Linked DNA regions of Mus musculus: region 1 is linked to region 2. A link is a contact called in public promoter capture Hi-C data. All regions are on one chromosome and are shown on one strand. Each heading gives the region's core, a stretch centred on a gene start, on an enhancer-like site or on the middle of the called end of the contact. The rest is flanking DNA. Distances are from core to core; before and after follow the strand shown.

Evidence for each region. Promoter capture Hi-C pulls out the DNA fragments that hold promoters and counts their contacts.
Region 1: a contact with region 2 is called in a promoter capture Hi-C map of stem cell-derived epiblast-like cells, with 6 times the contacts expected there. The contact joins the promoter of Prdm5 here to the promoter of A430010J10Rik in region 2. A contact is called at or near these places in 4 of 39 promoter capture datasets (the 3T3-L1 cell line, 3T3-L1-derived adipocytes and stem cell-derived epiblast-like cells) and 1 of 115 datasets of contacts at active chromatin or transcription factors (embryonic stem cells).

Annotation. Positions count from the first base shown.
Region 1 is chr6:65,776,346-65,780,457 of GRCm38.p6, forward strand. It overlaps Prdm5 (PR domain containing 5), which reads left to right and starts at 2,617. Exons shown (of 15, transcript NM_027547.2): 1 at 2,617-2,848. The coding sequence starts at 2,756.
Region 2 is chr6:67,156,040-67,159,879 of GRCm38.p6, forward strand. A430010J10Rik (a long non-coding RNA gene) reads left to right here and starts at 1,762. Exons shown (of 3, transcript XR_001785271.1): 1 at 1,762-2,261; 2 at 2,793-3,840.

The sequences.
Region 1 (4,112 bases), core at 1,367-3,866, 1.4 Mb before region 2:
AATCCTTGTCCTGTCCTGAAGAAACTACGACAAAGTAGTTGTTCTGTACCTTAGGACTCTTCAATCTATTTAGTCCCTCTTCTGTCTGAGTGTTAGGTATAGGAGTTATAAATATCTCACTTGGAATTTTGCATCCAATGGTCATTTATTCTCTGCATTTTGACAAGCTATGGATCTCTCTGATACTCTCTATCTGCTGCAAAAAGAAGCTTCTTTTATAAGATGTGGTAGCTGAACATACCCATGGGTATAAGGTTGAGTATTTCGCAGACTGCAGTTGGAAACCACCTTACTTTAGAAATGTGGTAGTAGTAGGCTTTCCTCTAGGGCTTGATATCTCAGGCATGATTTCTCTCCAATTCAGTGGATTTTAGGTTTAATTAGGTAGCTGTTGGTTGTACCTATAATACAAGTGCCACTTTTGCATCTTGATAATATCTTGTTGGTAGCACCATTGCTTCAGCCCATAAGCTTTCAGACAGTAGGAAAATTGAAACTTTTTCTCTGTTGGCAAGTTGGTCTTGCCTCTGCATTACGTAACCAGTGAGATATTACTATATTATATCTACGTGGCTTGAGATGGTTCTGGAAAACTGCATACTTCTTCAGAATTATCTGTTTTGTGGTTTGAATATACAATAAACCCCATCCTTTCATAACTGGAGTACTTTCTCTGAAAATGGGGTGCTCTTTTGGGAAGCTCTGTAAATTCAGAAGCGGACACATGCTGGGGGTAGTAGGCCTTGGGGGGGGTAGGTTCTTGTTGGTTGTATTAGTCCATGTTGCCTATTGTCTTGCTGTTTCCAGAACTACCATTATGTGAACTGATTGAATCTACAGGACCTTCTCACCATAACTCACCAAACTGAACCTGTGAGCCAAAACAGATCTGACAGTTGTATCAGTCATGTTTGAGTCAATACAGTTGGGTAAGGTAAGTTCTTTTAAAAGAACTCAGAGCTCAAGTCACTCTTTGGTTTTATAGTGGAAAAGGGGAAATCGGTGTAAGAACATTAGTCCTGCCTTGTTGGTTAATTACAAATACTTTCACGTTCCATCACTTCTGCAGGTTTTGAATTTATAAGTGAACTGTAGGTATAAACAGGACACATATCTGCTCAGTTTTATCTTATAGATCCTTCTGCAGAAAGCAGTGCTTTATCTTTTGTTGAACACAGTTGAATGAATTGACTTGGACAACTGACCACAGTATAACCATCTTAGTGTTTATCCTGATGTGTTATCTAGCTTGGAAAGGAAACACTGGAGACACGCAACAAAGAGAGGCAAGATATATTTGGTTTCATGGGCTGAGAGGTTTCGTGGCTCCATCACTTTCATGTCTCATGGCAACACAGAGGCACGTTGATGTAAAGGTAGAGAAAAGCTGCTCACCTTGGCATCCAGGAATCAGAGAAAGATGAAGAGGGACCTTAATGTCCTTTAAGAGAATGCTCATTTAATGACTTACGTTGTCCTATCAGGCTCTATCTTTTAAGTTCTACCAGCTTCCAATAGTAGCACTGGATAATGAATATGTCTATGGATGAATCCATTGACTAGGCTAGAACATTCCTTATACAATCACTTCCCAAAAGTATTCAACACATGAGTTTTGGCGAGACATTACCAAGGACTACATTACAGTCCTTTTAACAGCTACTCTGCTTTCTACTCTGATTTCTATTTTCTGTGATAAAACATTCTGGCCAAAAGGAACTTGGGGAGGAAAGGACTTTTTGGGGGAGAGGACAGGGCAAGAGGCGTATGTTTCCCATCTTGGTCCATCATTGAAAAATGTCAGGGCCAAGAGCTCAAGGCAGGAACTTGGAAGCAGGAGCCAGAACAAAACACTGCTTGCTCCCTATGGCTTGCTCAGCTTGCCTTTTTAAAAGACAACCTAGGACCATGTGACCCAGGGATGTCACCATCTACAATGTGCTAGACCCTCCCATTCCAATCTTTAATCCAGAAAAATGATCCACAGACTTCCTACAGAGCAATCTGATGGGGACATTTTCTCAATTTAAATTCCAGCTTCCCAGAGGGCTCAAGCTTGTGTCAAGTTAACAAAAAAAACCTAACCAGGATAACTGGTCTATTAAGGACTGGTAACCCAGTCTTGTTGAATGGAATGCAAGGCCCGGGGTCTGACTTGAACAAATCTGGTAAGAGGACTTGGTAGTCACAAGCCTTGGAAAGTAATAATCACTTTCCAGAAGGCTCCTCACCATATTACTTAAATACTTATATCCAATTCTCATCTTGAAATAGAGCAGACTCCTTGGCCTCTCCTTAGTTCAACCCTGGAACACTCATCCAGTAAGACTCAAAGGTTTCCCAGACTTTCTGGGTTGGTCTCGGCTGTGGTTAGCAAAAGGCTGTTTTGGAAATGCCAAGGCCTATTTCATTCTGCATCTGAGGAGATGCGGGAACCTCTGCCGAACGCAGAGATGGTGAGGAGGGTCGATGTGGCTACAGGCTCATCCTCATCTCGGAGCTGGAAGCTCCATGGCCTGGGGTTTGAGGCTTCCAGCCGGCGCCACAAACTTTGGGCCAATCAGCGCGGCCCGGTGGCCTGGGCTCCCCACCGCTCCGGCCGCGCCTGCCCCGGCCGAGGAGGGGCCTGGCCGCGGGGAGCCGAGGAGGGAGGTGGGGATTCTGGGAGCCGAGCTCATTTCCTCCTCCCGGCCGCCCCAGGCCCGCACCCCATCTCCACGTGCGGCGCCTCCGGAGCGCGGCCGAGCCACGGAGGATGCTGGGCATGTACGTACCAGACAGGTTCGCCCTGAAGTCGTCCCGGGTCCAGGACGGGATGGGGCTCTACACGGCCCGCCGCGTGCGCAAGGTGGGTGAGCGGCCCGCTCAGGCCGCGCCACGTCCCAGGGCCTGCGGGGAGAACGGGCCTGTAGGGAGCGGGTGTCTGGTTGTCTTTCGCGGCTGTGGCGAGAGGCTCCCATGGGCTGCAGTCTCCCCCAGCCCAGCGCCGGACGGCTCCTGAATTCTGAACAGTTGGCAGCCTGGTCATACCCCTCACTGCTTGTGCAGATGGGCCCTGGCAGCTTGCAGCCCAGTGCAGGCCCGGGAGCCACAGAAGCAGGCCTTCCCGACATTGCCATCCTGGGGGTGGTATCTGGATCTTCGGCCTATTTTCTTTGAGTTTTTGAATTTTATCCTGGCATTGGATCACCTTCCAGAACGGCACAGGCATGGGATCAAGTTAAGCGCAGGTTTCCCTGTCTGTGAGATGACCCACTATAGATGTTGGTTGTTCATTGGAGAGATGTAGAAGACAGGAAACCAGAGCGCTCCAAATCTTAAGTTATAACTTTAGAACATGGTGGCTTGAGCTATTGTGGGTTAGCAGACTTGAAATAGAGGAGTCAGGGCAGAGACATCTAGAGTAAGCAGATCCAAGGTTCACAGAGCAGGGCCAATGCTTGGTACTTTGTCCATATATATCATTTGACTTTACCCCTCAGTACTCTGGGGAACTGTCTTTTAGTTATCATTTAAGAGGTGAGCATAGGAATGCTGCAGTTAACCTGCCAAGTTAACGAATTAAGCTTCAAACCCATGGTTTCTGAAAGGAAAACATATGCTCTTTCTAGAACATTCTGTTATGGAACAACATGTTTATAAACCTTGCCCCTGACACGTTCCCGGCCTCTCCTCGCTGTTTTGATTTTGCCCTGTTAGCAGATACTTAGAAAAGCAGAGGTTCAGAGGGTAGTGTGTGAATGTAGCTCTGGGCTCACAACATGACCTACAAGAAGTTACCATAGGTCAAGTGGTCAAAACAAAACAAAACAACAACAAAAAACAACTCACATATTAAATGTAGACAAACAAAACACAGGAGTTAATACTTCATTCCATTTAGTGATGAGTTGGATAGATATTGCCACATGACGAAATGTCAAAATCAGCAGTCTTGCAAAGCCAAGTATCACCATCATCAAATGACTCCCATGTCCCATTGACATATGCTTCTGTTTAGGTCTTACAGCATGAAAAACCCCTAAATGGACTTTTCCTGAAGGTTTCTGGTGTAACTATAATTAAGAATAATTTTGTGCTCACGAATAGTAGGACACCAGACAGCTGTCCAA
Region 2 (3,840 bases), core at 512-3,011:
GCTCCTGTCTATAGGACTAAGGCCAGCCCATCTAGCACAGAACACTTGTACTAGGCCATGGTGGATGGGTTAGCTACTTCTCTAGTTGCTGTGAGAAAATATTTGACAGAAACAACTTAAGAGAAGAAAGATTTGCTTTGCCAATGGTGTCAGAGGCTCAGTCTATCATAGCAAAGAGGAACAGTGGCTGGGACAGATATGTCCTGGGTGGAGGGATTGTAACAACAGGAAACAGAAAAAAAAAAAAAAACCAAAAAACCAGAAGCAGGGCAGACTATAATTGTCAAGCGCCTATGTTCAATGGTTAGGCCCCATATTAATTTGTCCCAGAACTTCCCAGAACCTGCTGGGGACCTGCTGGGGACCAAGTGCTCAAACATTGTGATACACATCAAACCAATGACTTTCACCTAGCAGGTAAACCAGGCTCTCTGTGGAGAGCGACTCTGGCTACCTCTGCCTCACCTGTTCCTAGATTTCCTTATTGGCCTTGCTCAAACAACTCTTTACCTAGAAGTTTCCAGGGATCTATCAGGTTCCCTGGTCTCTTCTTTTTGTATTTAAACTTCTGATCCTCCTGCCTCTACTCTGAAGTGTCGAGATTACAGATGTATGTCATCAAGCCCAAACAGTGTGGCAATTTTCGTTTTACACCTTCAATAGTAGTGTGCCTTGTAGCCACACAGAGGTCTAATGTTTGAGCTGGAGAAGCAATCAGCTTTTCAGTTTTTCTGTTAAGGGAACTTGATACTGTAGGTAAGAGCCACTAAAAGATGTAACAGAAGGAGGTAACATGACACAGTTCTTCTGAGAACTGCCTGGTCTCCTGTCAGTGAGAATAAGATAGCTCGCTAGCCAAATTGAACCAACTGGTTTGAGGGGGGGGGGCGCGTTGGTGGGAGTACAAGAATCCCAACTCTTCCTTTAAGGCATGGAGATCTTCAGTTTCCTGTGCAGTGGCCTAGGAGCATCGTGTCCAGAGACTAAATCTCTCTGAGATCTCAGGACCTCTGCATTCTGTTCTCATTCTCAAGAGTAGATATGTCTCTGTTGGTTTTCTCTGCCTAAAACTCGTCCCTCAGGCAACCAGACAAACCAAGAGCACAGGTTGTGTGTTCATTGGATGACAGACTGGACAAAAGCTGTCAGGGAGAAAGCGAATCCTCTAAGAGAGACCAATATCTCCTCCAGGGCAAGGGAACACAGAAGCCAAGGTATGACCCGAAAGCCAGCTGATTTGTTTGTGGTGAGAGAATCAGCTTCGACACTGCTAAAAGTTCATACTGGCCAGACCAACGTGTTCTCGCCCTGTTGAAAAGTCCATTCCTACAAAGCCAAATTATTCAAAGGAGACTTGGTGAACAAGTGTTAAATGAAATGTGTTCCCCAGCTTAGTTGTCAATGGAGTTCTCAACCGTTACAGGGATTGCCTTGCCAAAGGACTTCATCATTCAGGTCTGCTGGCCAAGTGTCCTTCTCACCAGAAGACTGATATAAGGCCAGTCCTTGAAGTCTATCATGCTTTTAAGTTTTCATGGCTGGCCAATTTCCTTCTCTCATAATGTTAAACCATTTCCCCCAAGTCACCAAGGATTCATTTAATCCCTTATTGTCACAGACAAACTCAAAGTCATCTACTTAAGAACACATTTAAATACAATTGCCTAGTTTTTAAACAAAAACTTATCCCAACCACTATATATACATACATATACCATATACATATACCATATATATATATATATGCACATATATATATATGTATATACACGTAAAGATATTTCTTATTTACATGTGCTACATGTGTGTTGTTGGCTGCAGAGGGTAGAAGGTGTTAGATTCCCTAGAGCTGGAGTTACTAGAAGTTATGAGCTGCCCCACACAGATGCTGGGAATTCAACTCAGGTCTCTGTAAAAGCAGCAAGTGCCCCTAACCACTGAGCCATCCCTCCACACACAAAACAAAACAAGTCTCGCTATTTAGGTCACTGTATAGGCTGACCTCAAACTTGAGATCCTTCTGCCATTGCTTCCTGGATGCCAGGACTATGATGTACACTGTCACAACAACCCACCTATTATCAGTTGATTTACAAGTTCGTCAAGGTTGCTGGATAACATTTTCTAATGGCTTGCAATGGGAGAAAACAACCTTTTAAATAAGGAGCTTAATTCTCCCCAGGAATCCTGAGTATGGAAACTCTTCCTCCATCTGAGAAGGGAGTAATCTGAAGGGATTAACCTAGTGCCTGGGAAATTGGGTGAGTACATGGGACACAGGAAGAAAAGGGCAGACATTGGAAGGTCTTGGTAGCTTCCAGCCATGGCAGAGTGCTGTTAGGTATAGGTAGCAGAAAGCACTCTACTAGAACACGGAAAACACATCCTTGGTGTGACGTGATGCTGAGTCCCCAGCCCATCTTCGGCACAGATACTCTTCCCCAACGCTCACCTTTGAACTAAATAACGATATTCGTATCTTCTTGGAGGGCAGAATAACAATGCATGAAATCATAGTCCTTTACAAAATGTTCTTGCTTATCCACCCCATTCAGTCGGGCGTCTTAACAGTGGCGGGACTGACTAGTAATCATTTTTTTTTTCTCTCAAACTGTCATAAACATACCAAAACATTGACCTTCATGTGTCTACGTCTGAGATTAACTGCAATAATGAGAAGAGGGAATATAGCAGTGAGACATTAAGAGGAAAGGTGACCCAGTGCGGCTGGTGCTTGTTGAAGCTGGACAGCTGACACAAGGGGTTCACTACGTTGTTTGCTGTACTTTTAGGTCTTCCGGGGTGGAGCTGTGTATTCCTCTGAGCCCTTGTTGTGACATAGAGTGAATAGGGTGAGGAGGAGCCATTCAGCAACTTGGTCTAGCAGGAAGCTCTCCTTCATGACCTGATGGTATCAAGCGCCCCCATGTGGCAAATGTCTAAATCGTCTCTGCCGGCAATAAATGTGAGCAATTGTCTGATCTCTGTGTCGGTGTGGGCGGGGCTGTTGGGGCTGATGAAATCTAGGGCTTTGTGTATAGTAGACAACCGCTACACTTTATCCCCCGTCCTAACTTGTAATTTAAGAAACGTCTTGATTTTGTTTTGTTTTGTTTTTAAACATTTGTCTATAGATCAGCCTTGGTTATTATGTTTCTGACACACTGCTTCAAATCTGCGGCATCATTTCAACTTCCATAACACTTGACTGCTAATTTGTGATTATCTGCTTATTAATCTGATAAATTCTTCTTCCCTTCTCGTCTCTTTTTCAAATGGACTAGAAGGAAGGAGGAAGAGAGGGAAAGAGAACAGAAAAGAAAGGAGGAAAGAGAGAATTAGACTCTTCTCCCTTCCCCTACCCCAATGTTCATGCTATGTCATATGTGGATTAGCAAGAACCATTGTCTCATCTTCTGCCATTGTTAAGTAATTAGCATGTCCGTGCCATTAGACCCTGTTGGAAACTAACTTCTGCCACTTGAGCTTGTCATTTTACTTCCCAGAATATTTCCCCTTTATCTGTAGCATAAGAGTGGCAACACTAACCTGGCCTCTGCAGGGTCACAGTAGGGTCATGCTAAATGGTATTGGAGAAAGCCCATAGACTCCCACAAAGCCCCGTGTTGGGGGAGCATGGTGCTGGAAACACTGTTACAGCAGCTGGCCTCCCTCCTGACCCAACTGCCTGCAAAGGTAACTGAAGTCCACTTAAAAGAGAAGGGCTTTACGATTCTCCTAGTTAGCTGACCTATTTATGAGCGCAAAGCCCAGCAAAGATGGTCTTTTCTTATAGTTTTATTTCAAAAAGGGAGACAATAATCTCCTCTCCAACATGGG